Regions from separate parts of the Ovis aries genome. Here region 2 is linked to region 1. Evidence: chromatin contacts called from public Hi-C data. All regions are on one chromosome and are shown on one strand. The core of a region is the stretch at or near the end of the contact, and the rest is flanking DNA. Distances in the headings are between cores, read along the strand shown. Region 1 has its middle 35 kb from the start of LRRC32. Region 2 holds the start of LRRC32 (leucine rich repeat containing 32).

Evidence for each region. A called contact is a pair of places that touch in the nucleus more often than the background predicts.
Region 2: a contact with region 1 is called in a Hi-C map of tail adipose tissue, with 1.7 times the contacts expected there. The contact joins the promoter of LRRC32 here to the enhancer-like site in region 1. A contact is called at or near these places in 3 of 16 Hi-C or Micro-C datasets (blood, omental adipose tissue and tail adipose tissue).

The regions. Positions count from the first base shown.
Region 1 is chr15:54,782,078-54,788,646 of ARS-UI_Ramb_v3.0, forward strand. No RefSeq gene overlaps it. Among named protein-coding and RNA genes, the nearest start is that of LRRC32, 35 kb to the right of the region's middle. Within about 2 kb of position 3,909, at least 12 of the 54 cell types and tissues checked have an H3K27ac peak or open chromatin away from gene starts, as enhancers often do. A contact at or near this core is called in tail adipose tissue, where this site is marked.
Region 2 is chr15:54,815,314-54,822,800 of ARS-UI_Ramb_v3.0, forward strand. LRRC32 (leucine rich repeat containing 32) reads right to left here and starts at 4,958. Exons shown (of 4, transcript XM_042233281.1): 1 at 4,809-4,958; 2 at 4,061-4,145; 3 at 68-158. The coding sequence starts at 154. It overlaps LOC101109482 (guanylate cyclase D-like), which reads right to left. Exons shown (of 28, transcript XM_042232618.1): 27 at 6,306-6,360; 28 at 4,606-5,330. The coding sequence ends at 4,606.

The DNA.
Region 1 (6,569 bases), core at 2,659-5,158:
CCTCCTGCTACTTCGAACAGTGCACAATTTAAAACTTATGAATTATTTCTGGAATTTTCCATTTAATATTTTTGGACCACAGTCGACAGGAGGTATTGGAAACTGTGGAAGGTGAAATCATGCATAAGAGGGGAGACTACCGGGCTTCCCTCAAAAGGCACGTAATATTTCATTATCTATCTTTTCTTTGGGAGGCTTCTAAAAGACTTTGAGGGGCTTCCCTTGTAGGTCAGTTGGTAAAGAATCCGCCTACAATGCAGGAGACCCAGGTTCTATTCCTGGGTTGGGAAGATCTCGTGGAGAAGGAAATGGCAACCCACTCCAGCATTCTTGCCTGGAGAATCCCATGGACTGTAGCCTGCCAGGCTCCCCTGTCCATGGAATCGCAAGAGTCAGACATGACTTAGTGACTAAACCAGCACCAAACGACTTTGAAGATCATTGCCTAGATCCACTACTTTTGAGATTTTCAAAACAATATTTTACTTTCTTCTTCATTTATTAACTGGAATATTTCTATAGAGAGAAACTTCTGTCATCAACTCTGGTTTCTCTGAGGTACAATCTATTCATGAATTGTAAGAAAAGTGCTTGATGTTTTCCTCTTATTTATCAGCTTTCAGAATAAGGAGTTGAGTCTCTAATATTCTCTAAAGGTGACCAACAGGGTTTTGTTTGTTTTGGGTTTTTGTATCATTCCTATCTTATAGTTTTAGTGCATTTGATATGTTTTACTCTATTACAGTTATTATCAAATCATCCCATTTTTGGCCAGTAGGGATCTCTTTAATTGACTTCTGAGTCCTTTCGATCTGAATCCTAAGTAGTGTTTAGTAGCTTCCTGACTTTCTGGTAGGACAAGATGTCCAGATTTGTCTTGTGCATTTCTGGCCCAGATCTGGAATCAGCTATCTATCCAAGAAGTTCTGGTTTCTTAAAGGAGAAGTGACATGAGAGGCCACAAACCTGGGTGCGAGGAGTGCTCTGTGCTATTTGGCTGTCATTATGTCCAGTTATTTCAGGGTGCAGAGCTGGGATATGCTTGCGGCTTAACAAAATTCACACCAAGAGTTCATATTGGTATTTTAAATAAAACCTAAGACTTTAAAATCCTAAAAGATGATGCTGTGAAAGTGCTGCACTCAATATGCCAGCAAATTCGGAAACCACGGCAGTGCCCACAGGACAGGAGATGGTCTTTTTTCATTCCAATCCCAAAGAAAGGCAGTGACAAATAATGTTCAAGAAGAAGCACATATGAAATTTTTCCGGAAATTACCAAATCCCCTCCATAGAGAGCTTGCCCCTTTTTGTATAGCCACCACATACAGTATGAGAGAATGTCATTACCCACAGTCTCGCCAAAAGTGTATGTTGTCAAACTTCTGAGGCTTTGCCAATCTGATAAACTTAAACATAACCCTTGGCTTAATTTATATTTCTCTCATTATGAACAAGGTTAACTATCTTTTCACATATCTATGTTCTGATTCAATTTTGGGTCCTTAGTACCCAGCTGGCACAGGTGAGGCCTTTTGGAGAGATTCCTAGAATGGAAAAAGGAAGGAACAGGTGAACAAACAGAAGAAGTCAAATCATAGAGGGTGGTTGACTTGCCCCAAGTCATGTGTCTGATTATCACCAAAGTTAGAACTAGAACTGATCTTTTTCCCTTGTCTAATTTGTTTTTCTGATTATAAAATGAATAGAAGTTTATAGTAGAAGTTTTCTGACTATAAAATGAGTATGAGTTTACAGTAGAAACTTTGGAAAGCACAGGAAAGTTTCAGTTCAGTTCAGTTCAGTTGCTCAGTTGTGTCCAACTCTTTGCGACCCCATGGAATGCAGCACGCCAGGCTTCCCTGTCCATCACCAACTCCCAGATCTTACTCAAACTCATGTCCGTTGAGTCGGTGATGCCATCCAACCATCTCATCCTCTGTTGTCCCCTTCTCTTCCCGCCTTCAATCATTCCCAGCATCAGGGTCTTTTCCAGTGAGTCAGTTCTTCGCATCAGGTGGCCAGAGTATTGAAGTTTCAGCTTCAGCATCAGTTCTTCCAGTGAATATTCAGGACTGATCTCCTTTAGAATGGACTGGTTGGATCTCCTTGCTGTCAAAGGGACTCTTGAGAGTCTTCTCCAACACCACAGTTCAAAAGCATCAGTTCTTTGGCACTCAGCTTTCTTTATAGTCCAACTCTCACATCCATACATGACTACTGGAAAAACCATAGCTTTGACTAGACGGACATTTGTTGTCAGGAAAGTATAAGCCAAGGAAAAATTTAATCTTTCTACCCCAAGTCAACCACTTTTAGTGTTCAGTCTATTTCCTCCCAGTCTTTATGTATTTTTTTTCCAGTTATGGTCATACTATATATATGGCTTTATATTCTGTTCTTTTTCACTTAATACTTTTCCATGTTAATAACAACTCTTTGCAAACATAATAATGACGGTACCATATTTCACCATTAGAGCATATGTTTAACCTTTCAATTATTGCTAGACTTCTAGATTGTTTCCAGATTTTTGCTGTTATAAATTTCCCATGTCTATCTTTTTTCACATTCTGAAATTTTCTCCCTTAGGATTTGATTCCTGGAAATGGAGCTCCTAGAATCCCAGCACTGAGTTCCAAGTTCAGGGTTTTTTGGCTATGCTCAGAGGACACTGTCTGCTAAGCTTTGCCCCTGTGACTTCCTATAGCCCCAGGCTAGTGTCTAATGTCTGTGCTCTGGAGCAGAGACATACTCACACCCAAGTCAGTTCTGAGGAGGGGCAAAGATGGGAAGGACGGAGCCCACTCAGGAGGAGGAATCAGAATCTCCTGCCGTTCGCCCTTGAGCTCCTTGCCTTCCCAGGACGATTGACAGATTACTGGAACCAACAGGATGAAACCACACATGGGCAAGTTCGAGCCTGATGGAGAGTACAGGGCAAGGTCAAATCTGGTGGAGAGGGCAGGCGGGCAGGGACACTGAGCAGATGCAGCCTCTGCTTTGGAAGCACTCACCATCCAGGGAGCAGACATCTGGGTCAGAGCCTCCCACCCTGAGAAGAGCTCTGTGATAGACTCTAATACAGTACTGTTCACTACAGAGGGATGTGGGAGAGCTGCCTGGAGGAGGCATCAATCAAGTTTCGTAGTGGGGAATATAGATCTTACCTGGAAGATGAGGTTGGGCAGTGACCAGTCCTGAGGGGATCTGTAAACCAGATTATAGATTCTGGGTCACACGGCCTATGCAGTGAAGCGGGGAGATGAGAATCAGGTCTGTGTTAAAGACAATCCCTCTGGCTGCTGTGTGGATGGTAGAATTGTAGATGGGAACGGGACAGACTTAAAATGAAACCAACACCAGGCAAGAGATTGGGAAGCCCAAATCAGAGCAGCGGTCACAGGGACAGAAAAGGAGCGCTGGGGTAAGTGATGCCAGCTCTACCGTCAATATTCAAAAAAGAAAAAGTTATGTCAAATTATGACGTTTCTATAGCCTATGGGAAAGAGTCTTGGACTGGGAATCAAGGGACCTGGGTTCTAGTCCCAGATCCATATGATCTGGAGCAAGTTTCTCACCTCCATCTGGGCCCCAGTTTCCACTTTTGTACATCAAAGAGCTTGTACCAGGTCGTTTCTAGGGGCTCTTATATTCTGAAAATTCTTTGATCCTAAGTTGGGAAGAGGCCGAGGTCCCTGGAGGGAAGAGGAGAGAGAAAAACAGAGGCTGAGCAGAAAGATCAGCCAGGGCTGGGGTCTCGGGGCCTAGGCTCACAGTCTCTTCACTCCCATCAATCTTGCAGCATTCATGTCGGTGGGGTGGCTGGGCCGAGGCCAGAGGCCAGCTGCAGGGAGGGAGGAATTGTCTCTGGCTCGAGGAACAGAGAGGAAAGAATGCAGAGCTTCCAAAAAGCTGTGAACAAGTCATCAGCTCTGGCTGGGTGCCCAGAGGTTTTGCAACCACCCTCACAACCGTCCAAAGGCTTGAATAACATGAGGGACCCAACACGGGAAGGCAGCTCATTCTCCTGCTGTGCACCAGAACCTGCTCGATAATGAGGGGCACTGAAGATGCCTTTGGCTGCAAGTAAGAGAAAACTGTCTCTAGCGTCTAAATATAACAAGGAAATGTATCACCTCTCACCACTACAAGCCCTCAGTGGGTGGTTCTGGCTCCAGCAGCAATTCCTTGTATAATCAAGAACATAAGCTTTTCTATTTCTTTCTTGTCCTTGGCTGGTTCTCTTTGTGGCCCCATGACAGCTATCAGTGACAACAGAGGCTACACATTTCCGTGTGAAATGTCCAGCAAGAAAGTGTAAGAGAGGACTTCTCTCCCAACTCTGGACTAAAGTCCTTTTCTTTAGTTTGAATAGGACAACCTGGGTCATGTTTCCAGTTGGTGATAGTCTCTCAGAGAATGCCTGTGCTGGTTGGTTTAGATCAATTGGCTTAGATTAATTGGGCTTCCTATGTGGCACTAGTGGTAAAGAACCTGCCTGCCAATGCAGGAGACGTAAGAGATGCAGATTTGATCCCTGGGTTAGAAAGATCCCCTGGAGGAGGGCACAGTAACCCATTCCAGTGTTCTTGCCTGGAGAATTTCATGGACAGAGGTGCCTGGCAGGCTATGGTCCATAGAGTGACAAAAAGTTGGACACGACTGAAGTGACTAAGCACGCGCAGTGTTAAACTTGCAGGTTGAGAGGTTGAGCAGAATTGAAGTCCTGTAAGTAAGGCAGGCAGACTGCAGTAGAGGCTGGATGGGCAACCAACATGTCTACAGGATGATAAGCCTCTGTCCCCCCTTGGCTCATCCAACCCCCATTCAGCCTGGGGTCAGCAGGATGGGCATCCTCTCCAGGTGACCGCTGAGGTCACTGAGGCAGAGGGTAGGTGGGGTGCCTTGTTTGTGTCACACAAGTGGGTAAGTGGCATAGCCTGAACTGAGAAAAATACACAGCAAACAAACAGCAGACCTCCAGCTGCGAGCCTGAGTCAAGCTCCTCTGGGTATCCACAGCGCCTGTCCCCAGTGGCTCAGGGTCAGAGCCCATCTTGTGGTGTGGAAGGCCACCTGCCTCTCCAGCCTGAGTATGCACTCACTCATGACGCAAGGCTTCCCAGGAGCTCTGGGACCCAAGGCCAGGGCTGGGGGTTCAAATCCTGACTTGGAGCTTCTGTGTTTTCCTCTGTGCGATGGGAGGGCTAACCCCACCTTCTCTTCTTGGCATAATTGTCGGGAGAATGTAATGAAATGAGGAGATGGTGTTTCCCTAATCGTGCATCTGAACCATCATGCCTCCCCTCTCCTGGTGGGAAGCGGTCATTCCATGGGCCTGGTCTGTTCTAAAAGGCAACAGGAAACAGGCAGCCAGAGGGACTGCCAATGAGATTGCCAGACATGGATCCATTTGGTGAAATGTGTAGTTCGATGCATCACTCGACAGATGAGGAAATCTGTTCAGAGAGGGGCAGTAACTGCCCAAGGTCACAGAGGACTGGAACCCAGACCCTGGCTCTCAGCCCTGTTCTCCGGCACCAAGTCACACAGGTCAGGTGAGGTCTGCTGCCCAGCCTGAGGTGGTGGTGATACAGCTGCAGTGTGGTCCGTGCCTGCCAGCACGTCCCCAGGTTTCTCAGGGGCCATTCTTCAGGGGTTCACTGAGGCGAGGCCACACTTCCCCTCTGGTGGCTTCCTGTTTTGGCCAAACAATGACTCTTGCCGGGACCTAGTGCCAGCTGGCTGCAGCTGTTGCCAAGGCGTTGACTTCTTGCATGCAGAGAGGTGTGATCCTGTCCGCCCCCAACTGTGGCAGCCAGGAACCCCCACGCTCACACATGGTCTTTGGGGCCCCACTGAACTCAGCAATCCCTTCACATACCGATCACATGGACTTCCCTGGTGGCTCAGGTGGTAAAGAATCTGCCTGCAATGCTGGAGACCCGGGTTCGATCCCTGGTTTGGGAAGATCCCCTGGAGGAGGGCATGGCAACCCACTCCAGTATTCTTGCCTGGAGAATCCCCATGAGCACCTTGTGGGCCAGGTTCCAGCTGGGTATCCAGAACACAGAGGTACATCAGAGGAGAATGTAGCCTTTCTACAAACCATTACCCTCTGCCCATGAGGAAGACATTGTGTGAGGTACCAGTGATGCAGATATGAACAAGAGACACCCTGTAATCTCGATGAGTGAGGCAGCTATTTGTCCTCCCAGGCCCTTGCAAGAGCTCTGAGTGAGTTGTCAGTCATTTACACACTCATGTGAATTAGCACCCACAGCTTCCTCCTGAAGGAGAATCTCAGAGGACATGGGAAGGTGTACCAAGGGTATGAGCTAAAATAATAAAAATGCACTGTTTATGGTGACTATTTTAGTAGATGAGAAAAGTCAAGATTCAGACATGTCAAGGGACTTTCTTAAAGTAGGGGATGGAGCCATGGCCTTGACCCAAGTCTTCAGACCCCAAGCCTTGCACAGCAAGATGCTTCAAAGAACATCTCGTCTGACGTGGAGATAAACAGGATTGGAGGTGCAGTGGGAGTGCCCATGTGTACATGGAGTA
Region 2 (7,487 bases), core at 3,708-6,207, 34 kb after region 1:
TGGGGCAGTAGGACCCCCGGGGGCAGGGGATATGAGGAGCTCTCCCTTCCGAGGCAGAGCGTCTTACCTTCCTACAGGGCACCTTGTCTCGGTGTTGGGAGGTAGCCAGGCCCAGGGTCAGCACGGCCAGAAGCAGCAGAATCTGGTGGCTCATGGCTCTGCACAGGGTAGGAGGAAAGGGGGAGATGGTAAGACCGCAGGCTCCTTCCCACCGCGGGCTCCCACCGCCCCCTTCTGTCTGCAGCTGCTCTCAGGGAACCCCAGACCACAGCGGGAGCTGGACAGAAGGTGCTGTGAATGGGGCCCCTTGTGAAGGTGGTGGGAAACAGCGCTGCAGCCCATCACAAAGGGCCTTCGGTGCCAGATGGAGGGGCTAAGCCATTACCCTGGACAGGAGTTTTTAAGCAGTGGGTGACAAGGTCAGATTTGGGTTTTGAAAGGCCCCATCAGGCAGAAACAGCATGGAGGAGGCGAGCAGGAGACAGACAGGCCTGAAGGCTGCCCTGGGCCAAGCTCAGGGCTGGGCCTCTGACTCCAGGTCCACACAGGCCACAAGCAGGCCCCCCATCTGAGCTCAAGTTCCAAACGGAATTCCTCAATCCCCCCACCCGCAGAACTTTATTTTGCCCTTTCTCTTTTGATTTTCTGATCCCCGAGTCCCTGCCATTGTTTGAAGGCTGAGCCTGGAGCCTTGACAGGAAGCCCCGCCAGGAGGCCTGCCCTGCCCCCAGCACTGTGGCCCGTGGACTTCCCCAGGAACAGGCTGCCAGGCCCTTAACTTTCACTGAAGCCACCGCCTGCACAGTGGGACACCCAGGCCTGCTGGGCCAGCCCTTCTCTCTATGAGCAGCCTGGTTGAGGTTGAGGGGCACCACAAAGCCCCCAGATGGGTAGCATCCCAGTGCTGCTACGGGCTCATTCACTGAGAACCTGGGTCAAGTGCTAGCAACAAACAGCTCAGTCCATCAATTTCATTCATTCATTCATTCATTCGCCCACATCTTTACTGAATGCCTCTTCATGTCTGGCTCTGTACTGGGAACTGGGGACACAGATAAAGGCCCAGAAGTGACCATAATATAAATACATTCAAAACATTAACAAGGAGAGACATATAATGCTCTCCAAGAGCACTGGACTCAGAGTCACCCACACCAGACTGCTTCCTCTGTCTCCTCCAGTTACCTGCTATGTGACTTTGCACAAGCCGCTTCACCTCTCTGAGCCTCAGTTTCCTCTTCTGAGGCTAATGCCAACCTTGCCAAGTTTTGTTAAAGATCAAATGAGACGTATTCTATGAAAGTGTCACACACAGAGCTCTCATGCTCTAGGCACTCTTTTCGACACTTTACAGCTATGAACTCATTTACTCTCCCCAATAATTCAATGACTTGGTTTTATGATCACCATTCCCACTGTGCAGACAGGAAAATGGAGGCTCAGAGAAATTAAGCAACATGCCCAAGGTCACACAAATAACAAGTGACAGACGCAGGAAGTTGGGTTTCTGGATCTGTGCCCTTAACCTCTACGCTATAAGGTCTCCTGCAGGTGCTCAATAAGTAAGTGCTGAATTGTGAATCTGAGGGATGCTTTAGAAGATGCATGTATAGAACCTTTATGGGCTGAGTCTTTACTGTTAGAACCCATAAACATCCTTGCTATGATTTGTAAATGAAGATGGGTGCTCTGAGGTCCTTCCTTGTTCAGATAGGCAAAGAACGCAGTGGTGTCTTTTAAGCCCTGTTCCCTGGGTTCCCCCGGGGCCATGGGCTCCCTGCCCCACAGCTGTTCTTCCTCTCACCTGCGTTACAGGTTGGGCTCTTACAGGAAATTCTGTTCTGCTGTTTAAAAAGCAGAACATCACCACCCTTTTGAAACCCAGTATACTCAGAATTGAGTGGAAACCCCTCAGCAGGGCCTTCGAGGGCCTTGAGGAGTGTGCCTGCCTCACCAGCTCTTCCCTCCAGCTTCATTTCTCACTGTCCCTTCTCCTATTCTGTGTTCTGGAAGCCTCAAATTCCCTTCAGTTCTCTAAGCATTTTTCACTGCCCCTAACCTTCACTTCCTCCCCTCTATTGTGCTGAATACCTCCTCATTCTTTGGGTCTCAGCCTAGACGTTACCTCCTCCAAGAAGCCTTCTCTGGTTCTCCGAGTCTGGGCTATATATTGGCGCCAAGCATCCCATCAGCCCCTGGTTCCCCTCCCTTCACCCCTCCCCCATCACCATGGGGTGTGTCCCCAGGGCAGAGGGGCCTTACTCTCCACTGGGCCCCATCTCACACTGCACAGGTCCAGGAAGGCAGTGAGAATCGGCACGCGGCGCCTCGGTGACACGGTGACGCTGGAGAAAGCAGTTTCTTTCCTGGACCCTCCCTTTACCTCCCTGCCACACTCCCTCCCCTCATCAGCAGGTTCTGTCTGCTCTTCCTAAAAAACCAGATTCTGGATCTGCCCATCACCCCACAGACTGAGGCACCACCATGACCCTGGGCCTCAATCCCAGCAACACCTTGTTTTCACCCTGATCTCTTCCAGTCTGCCCTAAGCATAGTAGCCTGAGTGATGTCTTTAAATCATGTATCAGACCATGAATCTCACTGCTTGAAAGCCTCCCATAAAATCCAGATGTACACAACCTCCTCTCTAACTCCATCTACCATTTGCCCTCCCTTCACCGAGTCCTAGCTTTCTCTCCATTCCTCAAGCAAGTGCCCTCCTGCCTCAGGGCCTTTGCCCTGCTTGCTCCCTCCACCTCCCCAGATCTGCATATGTTTTACTGTTTTCCTCGTTTTGGTTGTTTCCTAATAGCTTATTTCTTATTCTGAGAACAGGGGTCTAATAAGCAGTGCTCACTAAAGATCTATTGAATAAACAGAAAAGTGAGGGGTAGCAGTCCACTGCAAAAGGCCAAGTGGTGAGTAAGGATAAGGTAGGTAAGGATAAGAGAGGACGTGGGTTAGTTCTGAACCTTCTAAAGGGGCTCTTGTTTCCTGTTCCCCTGCCAAATCCCATCTTATCTCCCAGGTGGGCAGCTGAACATCCAGGGGGGCCCTTCCCTGCAGCATGTGGAACTCTGCCCTGCCATCCAAAGGAGAGGGGCCCCTTGATGGTGGGCACCCTTCAGCAGTACCCAGACAGTGTGTAGAATTTGAGGGCTACTCGCTCTCAAAAGGGAGGACTGGGATCACTGAGACCCAGGCTCCCATCCTGACTCTACTGCTCACCAGCCCTGTGCCCTGGGGGATGTCCCTTCACCTTTCAGGGTCTCCATGTCCCATCTGTAAAGCAAGTAGCCTGGTTCCTGTTTTGCCACTGTTTGCCCCCAGTGGTTGTGATGATCAAGCAGAGATGGCTGTGAAGGTATCCTGGACACATACTGTCTTTCCCAGAGGGAACAAACTTGCAGGGCTGAGCAGCCCAGGTGAGGCGAGGAGCGCTCAAGAGGAAGGCCTCTGGCCAGACAAGTGGCCCAGGGAAGAGGAGGCAAAAAACATCTTAGGACTCTGGGAGGAGAAGTGCCAAGAAAATGTGTAGGTGTGTGTGAAAGTGTGTGCGAGAGAGAGAGAGGGATAGAGAGAAATGAGGTGGAGGGGCACTACAAACATAAAGCCCATCTCTAGTGTTTAAGGATGTTAGATACTCTTCTTAGCACTTGACACGTATCATTTCATTTAATTCTCACAACAGCCCAGTGAAGCAGTTACTATAATTTCCATTTTACATATGAGAACACTGAGACTCAGAAAGGTGAAGTGACTTACCCCAGAGTTACCCAGCTCATAAATGTTTTGGGATTTAGCCCACATCTGTGTGTTGTGTTTTTTCCAGCAGGTGCTGAGCTGCCTGCCTCCTACAGAATTTGCCCACGAGGAAAACTAGGCTCAGGGAGATGACTTACCCAAGGTCACATAGGCAGTTAATGGCAGAGTCAGGATCAGAATCCAGTCTGTCTGCCTCCTAAAGCAAGTGTTTCCACAACACCAGGCCAAGATCTCCTTTCTAACTCACTCCACACATCCCCCAACCCCCAACCCACACAGCAGCAGACAGGCTCACAGTGCCGGGCTTCGGGCTGCTCCTGGGTGCTCCTCTCCCTCCTCTCAGCCTGGATCACGGGCAGAGTCGGGTCCTGGGAGAGCTGCTGTGGATGTTCCCAGCCAGCAGTGAATCACTAAGGGCAAGCCCCGTTCTGGAGACATGTGCAGCCCACGGGGGAATTAGACCTTAACCCAAAGGAATGTGTCTGTGATGGCGGAATTTCAGGCAGCTGAGAGTGGGGGTGGGGGTCCCTCACGTCCTACCACCCATGAAGAGGGCTGGCTGCGGAAACCCTAGGAGAGAGGTGGGTGCCTCACCCTCTGCACCCCTAGAGATGGGCAGGCTATCTGGTGCGGTGGGATGGGAAGACCCACATACCCGCCCCCAGCCCCCTCCCCCCCGCCAGGGTTAGAGGGCAGAAGGAGACCAGAGACAAATCCTGAACGGCCCTTGACTAGCTTGTGTGTTCCCTGGGCAAGTGCTGGCCTTTCTGCGGTTGTTTTCCCATCTGTCAAATGGGAACGCCGGCCTCGCCCTGCCCTTCGCGGGAAAGATCCGCTGAGCTAGGAGCCTGGAGCCGAGGCAGGGTCAACCCTGGCCCCACGCACAAAGTATTGGTAGTGGGGTGGGGTGGGGGGGCGATTGTTGAGGATCAGTGTCTCGATGAACCAGCCCCAGCCCAGCTCCGCGCCGGGTGCTCGAGAGGGGCTCGGGACCGCCAGTTCCCCGAGGGGCCGGCCAGCCTCGCCCGCTGGGCGGCTCCTACCTGGCTCAGCGCGGCCGCCGCTCCTCTCCCGGGCAGCCCCGGCACATTTTGCGCAAACCTGCCCTCCCCGTCCCACCCCGCGCCAGACCCCGGGGTCACGGCCCGAGGAGGCGCACGGCGGCTCCACCGCCCCACGGGAGCCCGATCCACGAGAGGGCGACCGGGGCTCCAATTTAAATACCTCTCCCGCCGACCCGCCCCACCACGCCCCCCCTCGGCCCGGCCGCGGGGTCCTAGCGCCCGGCCGGCGCGCCCCCGCGTGACTCGGTTTATCCGGAACCGGCGAGGGGAGGAAGCATTTTCTCGCGGCCGAAACTGCGAGGCTGGGGAGGGGCGGGTCGAAGAGGACAGGATGAAAGGACGGGGAAGGAGAGGGGTCCCTAAGGAAGCGCTGTGCCACCGAGGCCGCCGCTGCACGTGCAGTTCGTGGCCCCGCGGGGTCCGGAGGGGCGGGTGGCTCTAGCAGGTCCGCAGAGGAAATCCGGCCTGCCCCCGATTTCTCCCGCTGTTGGCGCCGCCGCACTTAGGGGAGGCAAACAGGAGAGGTGACGGCGGGGCTGAACACGGAAGGAAATGACCCTTCACTGGCCCTGGGGCGGCTCCAAGGGGGTTCCCCACACCGCAGCCATCCCCTCTGGTGGGTCCACAGTCCCCTCTCTGGATTGGGCTGTAGTGTTCAGAGCCTCCTCCAGCGTCTCCTGGACCCTCAAGCAGCTGTGGAAAGGTACCATCCAAGTCTCCAGGATTCAGGTGGAGAAACAAGTTAGGGATGAGGTCGTCGAGTATAGATAAAAATCACCTGTCTGGGACTAGTAAGGTCCCCATTTGGGGAAACTGAGTCTCAGGTTAAGTGGCACATCCAAAGTCACACTGACTATAAGAGACAGGGATTTCAGCCCAGTCTTCACAAAAAGCTAGCTGTGCTGTGCTTAGTCGCTCATCCATGGCCTGTCTTTGTGACCCCATGGATTGTAGCCCGCCAGGCTTCTCTGTCCATGGGATCCTCCAGGCAAGAATACTGGAGTGGGTTGCCATGCTCTCCTCCAGGGGATCATCCCAACCCTGGCCAAACTGAATCCCCATTTCCAGCACCATCTTACTCAGGTTGTCTTCAAGTGCTATTCAAGAAGCAGCACAGTGGTATCACTGTCTTTTACACATCTTCCCCAAAGCCACCTCCTCTTCTAGATGCCTTGACTCTGCCAAATCACAGCTGCCCTGCCCTGCTGAGTGTGGACCCGAGGGAGGGGTGCCAAGCAGAAGAGGGTCACAGCTATCCTCCAGACCCCGGTTCCAAGGGTGGTAGAGAATTCCTCTTCCTCAACGCTTCTCTTCCCTGATGGCCACCAGCCCTGAAAGTAGCACAGTGCCCCATTTTACGGATGGGGAAGGGACCACCCACAGCCTTGTGGGAAATCAGGGTGAAGCTGGACTTAACAAGCCGAGTTCCTTGAATTCTCAATGGCATCTGCCTTTGCTTCCTCCCATCTGGCTCACTGTGGGTACAGGCCTGGGCAGATGGGGACAGCTCAGAGATGACAATCTGTGAGCACTAGGGGAACAGGGTGGGGATGGGGCAGGGCCTAACGTAGACTCAGAGGAGGAGATCGGCAAAGCTTTGCTAAGAGGGGACCTGAGCTGCTAGGAGAGCATGGGTAGGAAAGGTCACAAGACATGGGAAGGGTGTCTACACCTTCTTCTCCTTCCTCGCCACCAGGAACCTCAGATCTATGCTGACGGAGGGCCCTGCTGGTCATCACTAATATTCCCCCCACCTACCCCCAGCTCTAGTCCTCATCTCATCCAATGGAACCTCAGTTTCCCCATCAGTAGAGTGAGAAAGATAGTAGCTTCTTCTCAGGTTGGTGCCTAAACTAAGAATAACGGACCCAGCCTGGGGCCTGCACCCGGTGGTTGTTAGGCAACTTCTGGCTGTCTATTGTACTGATTAATGATGCTTCTGCCACTCCCTGTGCGCTTCCTTTTCCAGATCCTTGTCCAAGGGGCCAAATGCCCAGGAAGTGCCTCACAGCAGCCCTGCAGCATTGGCAGAACATGGCTGAGCTGGAATCAGACAGTTCTCAGGCTCTCCCACCCAACCTGCTCCCCCCACATCCAGCGCCACTTCACTCTTCTCTGAGCTGCTGCCAAGCAGAAACTGCTGGGCTGGCACAGAGCTTTGGCTGGGGCTGGGGTAGGGCGGGGCTGGGGCTATGGCGGGCTGGGGGAGAGCCACTCTCCTCCTCCCACACACCTCCGAAGACTGTGGTTGTGGTTAGTCAGTTCACAGGGGTCCACCTCACTCAGTGCCTAGATGGGGCTCCCCAGGAGTTGGAGACAGATGGGCAATCAAGCGAGCCTACCCGCTGCAGATGCCTCTGGGGACCAGGGCCTGAAAGCGGGAACCCCATGTACTTAGCGCCCCTTCCTTCATCTCTTCACGTCTTCAGCGATCACATTGCTGTGTGACTTTTGGCATATTGCTTGATCTTTCTGACCTCAGTTTACTGATCTGCAAAGTGAGAATAATAGTAACACCTGATGTTCCGGCTTCTTGTGAAGCCTAAATCACAGAAATGTGTGTAAACATCTGATGGGGGCCTGGCCTGTGATCCTTGCCCAGGAAGCATAACCTTCCTTCTGTGGCAGGTCCCGGAATCAAAATGTCCAGGACCTACC